Regions from separate parts of the Hordeum vulgare genome. Here region 1 is linked to region 2. Evidence: chromatin contacts called from public Hi-C data. All regions are on one chromosome and are shown on one strand. Each heading gives the region's core, a stretch centred on a gene start, on an enhancer-like site or on the middle of the called end of the contact. The rest is flanking DNA. Distances are from core to core; before and after follow the strand shown. Region 1 holds the start of LOC123425750 (G-type lectin S-receptor-like serine/threonine-protein kinase B120). Region 2 has its middle 85 kb from the start of LOC123425750.

Region 1 (5,322 bases), core at 547-3,046, 84 kb before region 2:
AGTATAAACATCCCTGGAAAATAAAAAAGTTGCTCCCGAATGGGCCGATGGCGCGCCACTGCTGCTCAATCGCCGGAACCAGCCAGAGCCAGTCATTGTTGATCGGGGAATCAATCCGGTAGTGGGGCCTTCCCGCACTCCGACACTGGCAGAGCCAGCGGAGGAGGAGGGAGGCGACGAGCGACGATCTACCGACAGAGGAGAGGTTGCGGCGTGGTGCGCTCGGAGATCGCCTCTCCTATGGTTTGGAGAGGAACTCCTCTAGCAGGCAAGATTTGAAGCTTTACAAATAACTTTACCAAATGCCATCGCCCATCCTTATCAAGAGATGACCTACGAATCTACCATGACACTATTTTGCCGACTGATGGACTGCAAGTAGAGGTACAGCCCCACCTGGCTAGTTAGTTTCCCACTTTTGAACCTGATCCTTTTGATGCATCATCCTACAATGAAGTGTGAATGATGTTTGTGTATAGCACACGAAAAGAAGATGCTCGCAATTTGCAATTCAGACTAGCTAAGTCGACAGCTGATGCTGCCTAGTGCCGACTGGAACAACTAAAACAAAACACAAATTGGATTGCCTCAGGAAGGAAGTATACACAATCTCCTGAAAGGAAATTAAAAAAACATACTTTTTTTTTTGAATTTTGATTTTGCTAACCTCATGTATCATGGGGGTAAAATTAAAAAAACATACGAGATGACAGATTCCATATTTCCTAGGTAGATGGCAAAAGAACAGAATTAGAGAACAACCAGCAGCTCAACTAGTACTAGTAGTAGTAACATTAATGCCCCAATAAAATATATAGTACGTAGTTCTAGTCTCTACAACATTCCTACTGTATAATTATTTAAAATTAAGCAAAAAAAAATTGAAGCAAGCTATACTTTATTCAAATATAAAAGATGGTAGGGAGTAGGGCATGGAGAAGCTGACCTCCAGAATGGAACATTGCCATCTTTCCAGATGAAGGCCTGGCTGGGGTTGGCCGGGTCGAGCCCGAGCGCGAACCGGCCCGGCGAGGGGTCCGTCTCGCTTGCCCAGGACGTGAAGAGCATCCGCTCCGGCGGGCCCCTGACCTGCGCCCTGACCTCGGCGTTGACGCTGATGCGCATCCCGGAGAGCATGGTGTCGGACGGGTGCCAGAAGCTGTCCCAGATGACGGTGGCGTCGACGTCGCGCACCTGGAGGCTGCCGGAGTCGAGGATGACGGCCTCGTAGCCCCCGCGCGGCGCGGCCCGCGTGGTGGTGTTGGAGGACCAGAGCATGGGCGCGCCGTCCTTGGCGGCGCCGTCGAGGACGCGGAGCTCGCCGCCGGCCGTGAGCGTGAGCGAGGGCGCGGCCGCGGCGGCCGCGTTGGCGCGGTTGGCGACCCACGCGACGGTCCTGGGCCGAGTGTCGCGGTACCAGACGCAGAGGTAGAGGCGGGCCGGGCGCGCGGGGTCCGGCGCGTGGAAGCCCAGCTCGAACACCCCCAACGGCGAGGACACCAGCGTCGCCGGCGCCGTCAGCGAGTCCCCCTGCTTCAGCGTGTCCGTGGCCGCCGCCGCCACGGCCAGCGCGCCGCAGAGCCAGATGAGGAGGCGAGAAGCCGCCATCGCCATGGACGCAGCAGGCCCTCCCTCCCTCCTCCTGGCTCCCGCTGCCCCTCTACCCGCTTTTGCCTGCTGAGGTAGCGCCCAGCCAGCCACCAACTACCACCTCACTGGTGGCGAGCAGACAGAGAAAGAGAGAGAGAGAGAGGGAAGGAGGGAGGGAGTGCGTTATGGCGAGACCGATGTCGTGGATTTGTTTAGTGCGCGGTAGTAATATAGTGTATTAATTAGCGTGCCTAAGCACGTACTAGCTTTGCTTTCGGGGTAGTTCAAAAGCGATTTGCCGCCGGTGAGCCACGGCGGGGAGTCATACGGGGTGCGTGGCCCGGCTCGTCCAACTGTGTGGGCCCCGGCTAGGCAGGATGGCGAGGGCCATGGTACAAACGGAACATACGCGCGCGCTCCTTGTGTCCCTATCTCCCGAGTGCCGTCGCACAGTGCAGCACACCACGGGGCACTGCTCCTGGTGGGAGATCTGGCTCGTCGTTCACACATGCCCGGGGAGAGAGGGAAGGAGAGACAGGGATGGCGACACCACCATGGTTTCGGATCTTTTTGTGCTGTAGTGGAATACCTTGTGGTCATGTGGTGTGCATCTGGGCATGCAGTAGCTCATCTTTCGGCATTTCGTTTCTTCGTCTCATTTTTTGTTCTCGATGCAACGGCGTTTGGTGGTTAGGCAATGCAGGATCGCCGTGTCACCGTGCAGGAAGAATGGGCGCGCACTTGCGGCCGTCGAGTTCCCGGAACATGCACCAAACAAGCAACGACCGCTGGAAAGGCATGCGGGAAACACATGCTCACAATTTGTTGGTTGGTTCGTCCTACTACGGGTTCCTGTGACCGTAAAGCGGTCTCGGGCTCGGGGCTGCTTCCTTGATTGGACCCGCAACACGCATCCCTGGCTGTACCAGACATAAACTGGAGGGTCCCGGGAATTATCACAGGTTGTGCCTCTGCTCACTTGCAAAGGTGGATTCATGGCTTTTATGGGGCTATAATTATGTGATTTAGCACTAGTATATACCAGAGCTTTTGGGCTGCCCATTCTCAAATCATTCTCTCCTTTTTATAGGAAAAAAGAGAGTCTAACTAGGTCTTTTTTCATGAGTATGTAAATTACGTGTCATAGCTTTATAGAAAAAGAGAAATGCAAGTACAAAACGTCTATAAAATCGTTGCAAACAATGAGCGTGTCATTAACTCCACATCTCGCCAGTCCAAAGGCATCCACCTATGACAACACCACTACAACGTGAAAGAGCCTACCCAAAACCAAGAACCTCATCGTGTCTCGACCAACGTCGGTCACCTCCGAAGAACAACAGCTCCCAGCAAGCTTTCCTTGTCGACGCACCATACCCCCTTAATGCCTTAAGGAGTTGGCAAGAGGATGGCACGACTCGATCCGACCCGAGGAAGACATCGTATTGGGTTCACCAGCAACGGTCGTACATTGCGCCGGAGGGCGACATCGAACACCAGAGGAGCGTAATATAGGAACTCCATGTCTCCCTACACTGTGCTCCCAACAGAGGGACGACATCTAAGACGTTGCCATCGGGTCGATCCTGCACCGAATTAAGGCTTTCGCTCGGGGACCACTACCAAGACTAAGCAAGCGAGGGACATGGCGACACTCGGTGATGCCTCTAGGGAGGGGAACAACACCTACATGTACCCTAGCCGTCGGCCTGACCAAAATCGGACAGGGTTTTCATTTGTAATGTCGCGCATATCCACTCCTCCAAGGTTTCGAGCAACACTATCCATGATGCCTCGCCCCGCCGTCACTGCAGTTGTGGTCCTCTCAGACCCGCAATGCCGATATGGGTCCATAACTAAGAGGAGCTTGTTAGGAAGAAGAATTTTGTGGAGAATTTGAAGCAAATGTATTTGAGAAACAAAGAGGCTACCAACATGACGTTCATGAAGAGTGAACGTCAGCACTACATTATATAGTTGTGAGGTGCGAGGATATCCAACATGAGCAATATCTTCCGATTGTTCAGCACAACAAGGCCCACACTTTGGTGGTGTTCCATTTTTATCCACGCCAGCACTATCTGTACTAAGCTGGCGTACCAATTTGGCCAACGCCGGTGCTATTTGAAAATAATAGTGCTAGCGTCGCTTCAAATTGGCGCGCCACTAACATAAGTTGTGGTTAGCCATATCTCCACTAGTGCTTGTGTGTTGTCAAACATCACTTCGTAACAGGGTGATCATAAAGGTGCTCCACGGGTATCTTTGAAGGTGTCTGTTTGGTTGGAGTGGATCGAGATAGGGATTTGTCACTCCTTGTGACAAAGAGATATCTCTGGGCCCTCTCGGTAATAAACATCACAAGAAGCTTGCAAGCAATGTTAATAATAAGTTAGTCGCGGGATCTTCTATTATGGAATGAGTAAAGAGACTCACCGGTATCAAGATTGAACTGGGTATGGAGATACCGACGATTGAATCTTGGGCAAGTAACATATCGCTCGACAAAGGGAATTGCATACGAGATTAACTGAATCCTCGACATCGTGGTTTAACCGATAAAGATCTTCGTGGAATATGTAGGAACCAATATGGGCATCTCAGGGAGTCCTGGATTAAGGGGTCCTCGGGCGGTCGGCTTATCCCTTATGGGCCGACCATATGGGTCGCATCATTGAAGACCGGGTTGTCTGACAACTTCATGATCGAGATGGAATGCTCCGAAGACTGGCGTGCGCTCCAAGTTAAGAAGACCAGATCGGCCCATCCGTCCCCGGCTGAGGTCGGCAATATGTAACCCTAGGAACCCTGGTGTCTATATGAACCAGACGTTCTCATGCGTATAGGCAGGTTGACTCATCTAGGGTTTAGCTCATACGATCTCGAGGTAGATCAACTCTCTAATCATCATCCACATCAATATAATGAAGCAGGACGTAGGGTTTTACCTCCTCAAGAGGGCTCGGACCTGGGTAAATACTATCTCCCCTTTTCTCCTGCAATCCATCGATCCACGGTCCATAGTTCGGGATCCCCTACTCGAGATTTGCCGGTTTTGACACCGACATTGGTGCTTTCATTGAGAGTTCCGATGTTGGATCGTGGAAGGATTGATGGATCGCCTGATCATCAACAATTGAATCAGCAACGGGGTCTTCGCCCCCGGACAGGTCCTCATGCTCGGCGACATCACGCTGCGCACGAACCCAACTGGCCTTCCGGGCCAGATCGGAGACTTCGCCTCCGGTCAGCAAATAAGGTTTGGAGATCTCGAATTCTCCGCCGACTCCTGGGGAAATATGTTCCCGCCAAAATCATAGCCTCGACCGATGAACCTCAAAATCCCGAAGCCTTGACTCTGGGCCTCTTTTCCGGCCGCAACCAAGGTTCCCTCTTTATCGAAGAGTCGGCTTTGAGCTCAGAACTGACCTCTATGCCCGGACAACAGCGAACGACCATAGCCTAACATGCATCCGTCGCGGAAGCCACGGAGGTCAACTCCAAAAAGCACCAAGAGATCGATGAGGACAGCCTCTCGATGTTAAACGAGATGCTCGACCAAATCCAACTGCTTCCAATCTCAGATAGCCGGAGCTCGACCTATGCACAGATCGGCTCAGAGGTGGATTATGAGGACTTCTATGGCCCACGCAACACCCACTTGGTAGACTACGCCTCCGAGGAGCTCGAGGACATGGATGACGAGGCCAACGACCCCACCCCCGTAAATAC
Region 2 (5,513 bases), core at 738-3,237:
AATGGTGCTAGGGATGTTGGACAAGAAAGTAGTGATGTTGGACAAGAAACTAGTGGAGAGGGAGGGAGAGCTAGCTAGTGAGACAAAGGTAGGAGTGGGGAGAAAAAGGAAGGAGGGAGAGACAAATAAAGTGAGGAAGAAGCTAGAGAAAAGAGAGGTCATTAATGGAGGAGATGGTAGATGGGGGCATTAATGGGGGAGAGAAGAGAGGTAGGAGAAGGAAGAACTAAGTGAGGGAGGTAGAGGTGGGAGATAGCAAAGGGGACGGGGTGGGACAAAAGATGGTTGCGGGATAGCACTACACGGGATGTAGAACAACACTACTGCTAAGCACTATAGTAGTAGCGCGTGTCGGTGGCCCATCGTTGCTGTGGGCCACCGACACACGCTACTACTAAGTTAATAGTAGTAGCGCTGATTTTAGCCAAGCGCTACTATTATGAGCAGCCCCGGTGGGTGACGATGGGATCGCTTAGCAGTAGCGCCGGCCTGCCTACCCGATGCTACTTTTTACTTTAGCGTTGGAATGTGTCACGCGCTACTACTAAGTAGCAGCAGCGATGCACCCCTACCCCACGCCACTGCTAAGTTTTTATTTATAAATTTTCTCCTAGTAGTGAGGTGACGATGGCAGGAGACTCGGTGATAAAGAATGAGTTGTCCGATGCGTGGAAGGTTGTATTTACAAAATTTATAGGCATGAGACAAGGGGCTCAAACTCTTAGAAAAACGTGCATGTTCGTTTCAGGAACAAAAACACTTCGTGTCCTACGACTTGCACGTGATCCATGGACGTACTATGAAGTTGGTAGCCAATCGGTGATACGCAATCTTTAACTCCGTCATGAAGTTTTGTTTTGTGCTGCCATTGAACAAGTGGAGAATGTTGCCACGGGGCTCACAAATCATTGAAATAGTAAGATTTGCTTCTTGTTGCTCTATATGTTGAGCAATTTGCTATGTCACTCAATGTTGTAACTTAATAATCATCACATTGTATATAGTTTGGATGTGTTGATGTGTTGTACTGCAGAAAGGAGGACATGCCATTTACCTTCATACATTTTTTATGAAGCTCAAGGGGCATAATATATAAGACGACATGTAAGGATTCTGTCTCAAATATCGTTGAATTTAAAATCAATAAATTCGATAAACTTGTAAAACATCCGATTATCTCGGATATTATATTTACATTTAAACTATGGTTATACTAGGAATATTTACATGTTATTTATGAATGATTTGTGTTATTTTTTTTTAATTATTTGAATGTGGCGGACTTAATAGAAATAAAATAAAGGTGAATGCTTAGGAAATATTTTTCTTTTTGAGCCGGAATAAATTCCATCAACCTGAACAACCATCTAAATCGCCGGTGATCAACGCGTGAACAAAATTCAAAATAGTTGGATGACCGTTTATCGTATTTGTCTCGAAGGATAAATAGTGTGTCAGTTTCGAGGGTCAGGCGATGGGATGCCCTAAGATGTGGCGTCTTTTACTTGTACGTGCCCGTTTATTGGCGGAGAAAATGATAGGTGACAGGAGAAGCCGGGACGGTGACACCAGTGGCACGCCACCACCAGAACCTCTTTTTGTGTTGTAGTGGAATGCCTTGTTCCTTCACTAGCGCATCTACGAAGTGCTCCGATGTGATCTAGTTGGACGAGGTGCTTAACTTTGGGTGGCTATCTTCAGGAAGACGCCTTTTTCGCTTCGGTGCTACTTACTCCTGAACAAAGAGTTACTACAGCAATTATTACTATTCATCAGTAATCAGAGGCACATGAGAATTACCCACAAAAATAAAGAGGCAACATGAGAAAATATACAGCAGTGGTTAGACAACGAGATATAGCTACGTTTGCTATGCAAGAAAACTGCACACGTGAGGCCATCAAATCCCCTAAATAACACACGCATGGCGTGACGACCGGCCGCTGGAAAGCACGCGGATACATGGACCAGGTCGGTGGGTCGTACTGCATGCCCCACGAGCGTAAAGTGGTCTAGACTGCTTGCTTGGACCCGCAACATGGATTCTTAGCTGTACCAACAGAAAAACCGAGGGTTCAGGGAGGAATGATCAGTGCCACCCACTGCTGGCTTGGAAAGGCGAATACTGTGATTCACTCGGTAGAATAATATTTAGATCATTCTCACTTTCCCTTTTGCAGGGAAAATAAACTGGTTCGATGCAGCAGCAACTTTCTTGTTCGGACTGTGATGAGTAGCAGAGCCGCATCAGTGCTTCAAACGAGCTGTGAGTTACAGGGAACGAGGTTGGAGCAGCTGATCAAACTCAAACTCGATGTGAACCGCTGCATATGACGTTCTCTTCAAGCTACGTTTTGTGTCGCTGTACATAAATACATAATCTACAGGATTCCCACGCTATTCCAATGACTTCCCTGCATAAACAACCCCCAGACCCAAAGGCCCAAACGCAGCAGCTCGTGGTCAGTTTATACACCCGGCCCCGGATATCATACACGCCCTACAGAAATCTAGCTCCTCCTGGCTTATAGTCTAGCCCCGTGACCAACAACACCGGATCTAGAATAAAATTGTTCGGCAACTCTGCATCGAGACCCGGAACTACCGAGCCAGATAAATAACGAGGGCTCCTCGTAGATAGTCAAGCTGATGACGCCCTTTGATGATAGATAAACAAATGGTTTTGACTGTGCCAACGTAGAACGTGCTGTCGTCTTTGTGGTTGTCGTCGTCGTCGTTGTTTTCTCTACCTCCATGGTCTCCATTATCACCGTCACTGTCATGGACCAAACAGGGACCAAACAAGGACCAGGCTATGGCTTTGGTGTTTTCCTTCGTCATCTCGTATGCCTTTTAGAGCATCTAAGGGAACCCCCAAATGGTCACTTTTTCCGGCAGAACAACTTTTTACGGGATGACGAGCCTTCCAACGATATAGTTTTGGTAAACATGTCCCGCAAATGTTACGCGTAACACATTTACGGGATTTATTTTGCGTCGGAGGGTTCGCTGTCGCGCAAACACAATTATATGTAAATATTATCAAGTTCATCATGATAAGTGCATCATTTATATATCTATACATCATGAATAGATCATCATACTAGTTCATCACATTCAAAATCATACCAACATATGATGTATGATGTTTAACTTCATGAATACACGATAAAACTAGACAAAAGATGCTTAAATCACATAGATAAATCAAGCTCCATCGTCAACATTGACCGCCATGCTCACGCCACCCGGATGTTTCATCAAACACATTGTGGGCGTGGCTGGCGGCATTGCCGTCAATGTGGATGCCGAGATCGGCCGAAGAAGGAGGAGGAGCCCGACCCCTTGACGTGATCGCCTTCTTCCTTGCAACCTTCCCTCGCGCACCGGCGGGGCTGGCCGAGCCGATCTTCTTCCTCTTGGCCGGTGGGCATGGGACCGGAGCGGGGTCAACACTCGAAGGTGTCGTGCTGGCTGCGACGACCCCTTGCACGATATGGCTTCCTTGTCGCATTCTTTTGATGATGATGGCGGTGGCGGGAGGAATTGAAAAGGCGTCAAGTTCGCGGTTGAGGGGTCTTGTAAAAAAATCCGAACGATCCAATTTATTAAATCTATTCAGGCCGGGATATGGAATGAATTACGCAAACAGGTGGTTATTTTGTCGGACGGCCAGGCTCTTACTTCTGAGAGCAAGTACAATAAAGTATAGTCAGCAGGCTGTAAGGATTAAAAATACTATATTTTTGCTGAGTTGAATGAGAGAGAAGAGGAGTGAGAAGGGAAGCGGGCTCTTCGTGAAGACCTAGCTCTAGCACATGCTCTTAGATGCTTTGTGAGAATGAAAAATGAACCATATATGATAAAAGCAATACTCTTTTATAACTAACTATTGTACAAGCTAACTATAAGATGAGCTATAAGATGATTTATAGCCGGCAGTTGATTATACTATTAACCATGCTCTGAATTCCCGTAGACAATTGTAGGACGATCCCGGCCGCCCACCTCGTGCTTTCGTGGTCAGTGTCGACGATGTAAAAAAGGTAGTCTACTGGCCAGCTACGTGGTACCATTGCCACCAGAGTTGCGCCCATATTAATAACCAACCAAATTCTTCTGTAGGCGCGACAACAGAAGCAGGAAGTCACATGGCATGAGGAACAAGATGCGTCCCAGATATATCCTAATAAAGGAGCCCACGCTGACAACGTGATGTCTAAATTCTAGTAATGATCTATAATTAGTCAAATAAGGTAGAGGGCAGGTGGGTGACATGAACGCTGGTTCGCCCCGGAAAAGGGGTGGAGGGTGGCGACGCGGAATGTGAAACGTCAATTATTGTGTTACACAAAGCGCAAGTTGAGCTGTAGATGAGGGGCTTGGAATGAATCATGAACGCAAAACAGAAAAGGAATCTAAGAAAGTTTGTTAAACTGATCTGCACAACAAAGAATAATGACCAGCTGCTCACCTAATACATACCACTCACTGCTCACAGAATTGCAGCAAGAGCGTTCATTCGTCTCGTTCTCAATCGTTGGGAGGCCGGCAAATACACTTCGGGACGGGTCTCCGGGTGTACTATATCTAACAAGGAAACTCTCATCCTTGCAGATTAGAGCATGTCCAAGAGCGGCGTTAGAAATGAAGCGTATGGTAGGAATAGTCATTTTGTCGCGCGAGCAGCCGCGCGGCCTGCTTCAGCAGATGCACGAAATGGAGAATTTCACATGGGAAAAGCGGCAGCCCGTGTGCTAATTTTAACGCGCGTTGACTAGCACGCGCTATAAATTTTGTATGACTCTGCTCATCAACTGCCCTCATTCTCTCCCGCGTTTTCATCCTGCACTCCGCCATCGCCGCGCCTTCTCCGCCGTCTCTTCCAGCACGTCCTGTCGCCGTAGCATCCCTGAAGCAGCTCGGGCTACCGCTGCGTCCAGCTCTGTCCCTTCGGCGTGTATTACGCGGAGACCCGTTCCGGCGATGCACGCCTCGGATTGGCACGTTCGAGACCATCCACAAGGTTGTCCGCGCGTACGACGCAACAGTGTGACGCCTCGAGCGGCCTTGGGCGCAAATGAACTTCAACAACGTCTTCATGCGCCAGCAAGCACAGGATGTCGCGCCTTTTCCATGTCTGATCACCAAGAAGGACCGCCGCGTTCAGCAAAATTGAGAACATCACCTCATCATCACCGAAAGGGATGATGCCGCCATGGTGGAGTGACGCGAGCATTTCCCGGAGGACGTCATCGTCGAGAACTAGTTCTGGACACAGAGGAGGATGGAGCGAGTTGCGCGTCGCCAGGCAACGTGTGTGCAAGGCACTCGCGAATGCCTAGATGGACAATCCGGAGGGGTCGAACTGGGACTCGGTCAATCCTCGGTGGGAGGACGCGTGTCGGTGCGCTAAAGAGTAGGCCTTTAGTGCCCATGACTTGTGCACGGACAGTAGTAGCCATGTCCGCGGCAGGCCCTGCCTGAGACAACGGGAAGCAGAGGCGAAGCCC

Evidence for each region. A called contact is a pair of places that touch in the nucleus more often than the background predicts.
Region 1: a contact with region 2 is called in a Hi-C map of leaf, with 4 times the contacts expected there. The contact joins the promoter of LOC123425750 here to the enhancer-like site in region 2. A contact is called at or near these places in 4 of 6 Hi-C or Micro-C datasets (leaf and seedling).

What each region holds. Positions count from the first base shown.
Region 1 is chr2H:181,900,081-181,905,402 of MorexV3_pseudomolecules_assembly, reverse strand. LOC123425750 (G-type lectin S-receptor-like serine/threonine-protein kinase B120) reads right to left here and starts at 1,796. Exons shown (of 9, transcript XM_045109468.1): 1 at 947-1,796. The coding sequence starts at 1,614.
Region 2 is chr2H:181,815,960-181,821,472 of MorexV3_pseudomolecules_assembly, reverse strand. No RefSeq gene overlaps it. Among protein-coding and RNA genes, the nearest start is that of LOC123425750, 85 kb to the left of the region's middle. Within about 2 kb of position 1,987, at least 3 of the 3 cell types and tissues checked have open chromatin away from gene starts, as enhancers often do. A contact at or near this core is called in leaf and seedling, where this site is marked.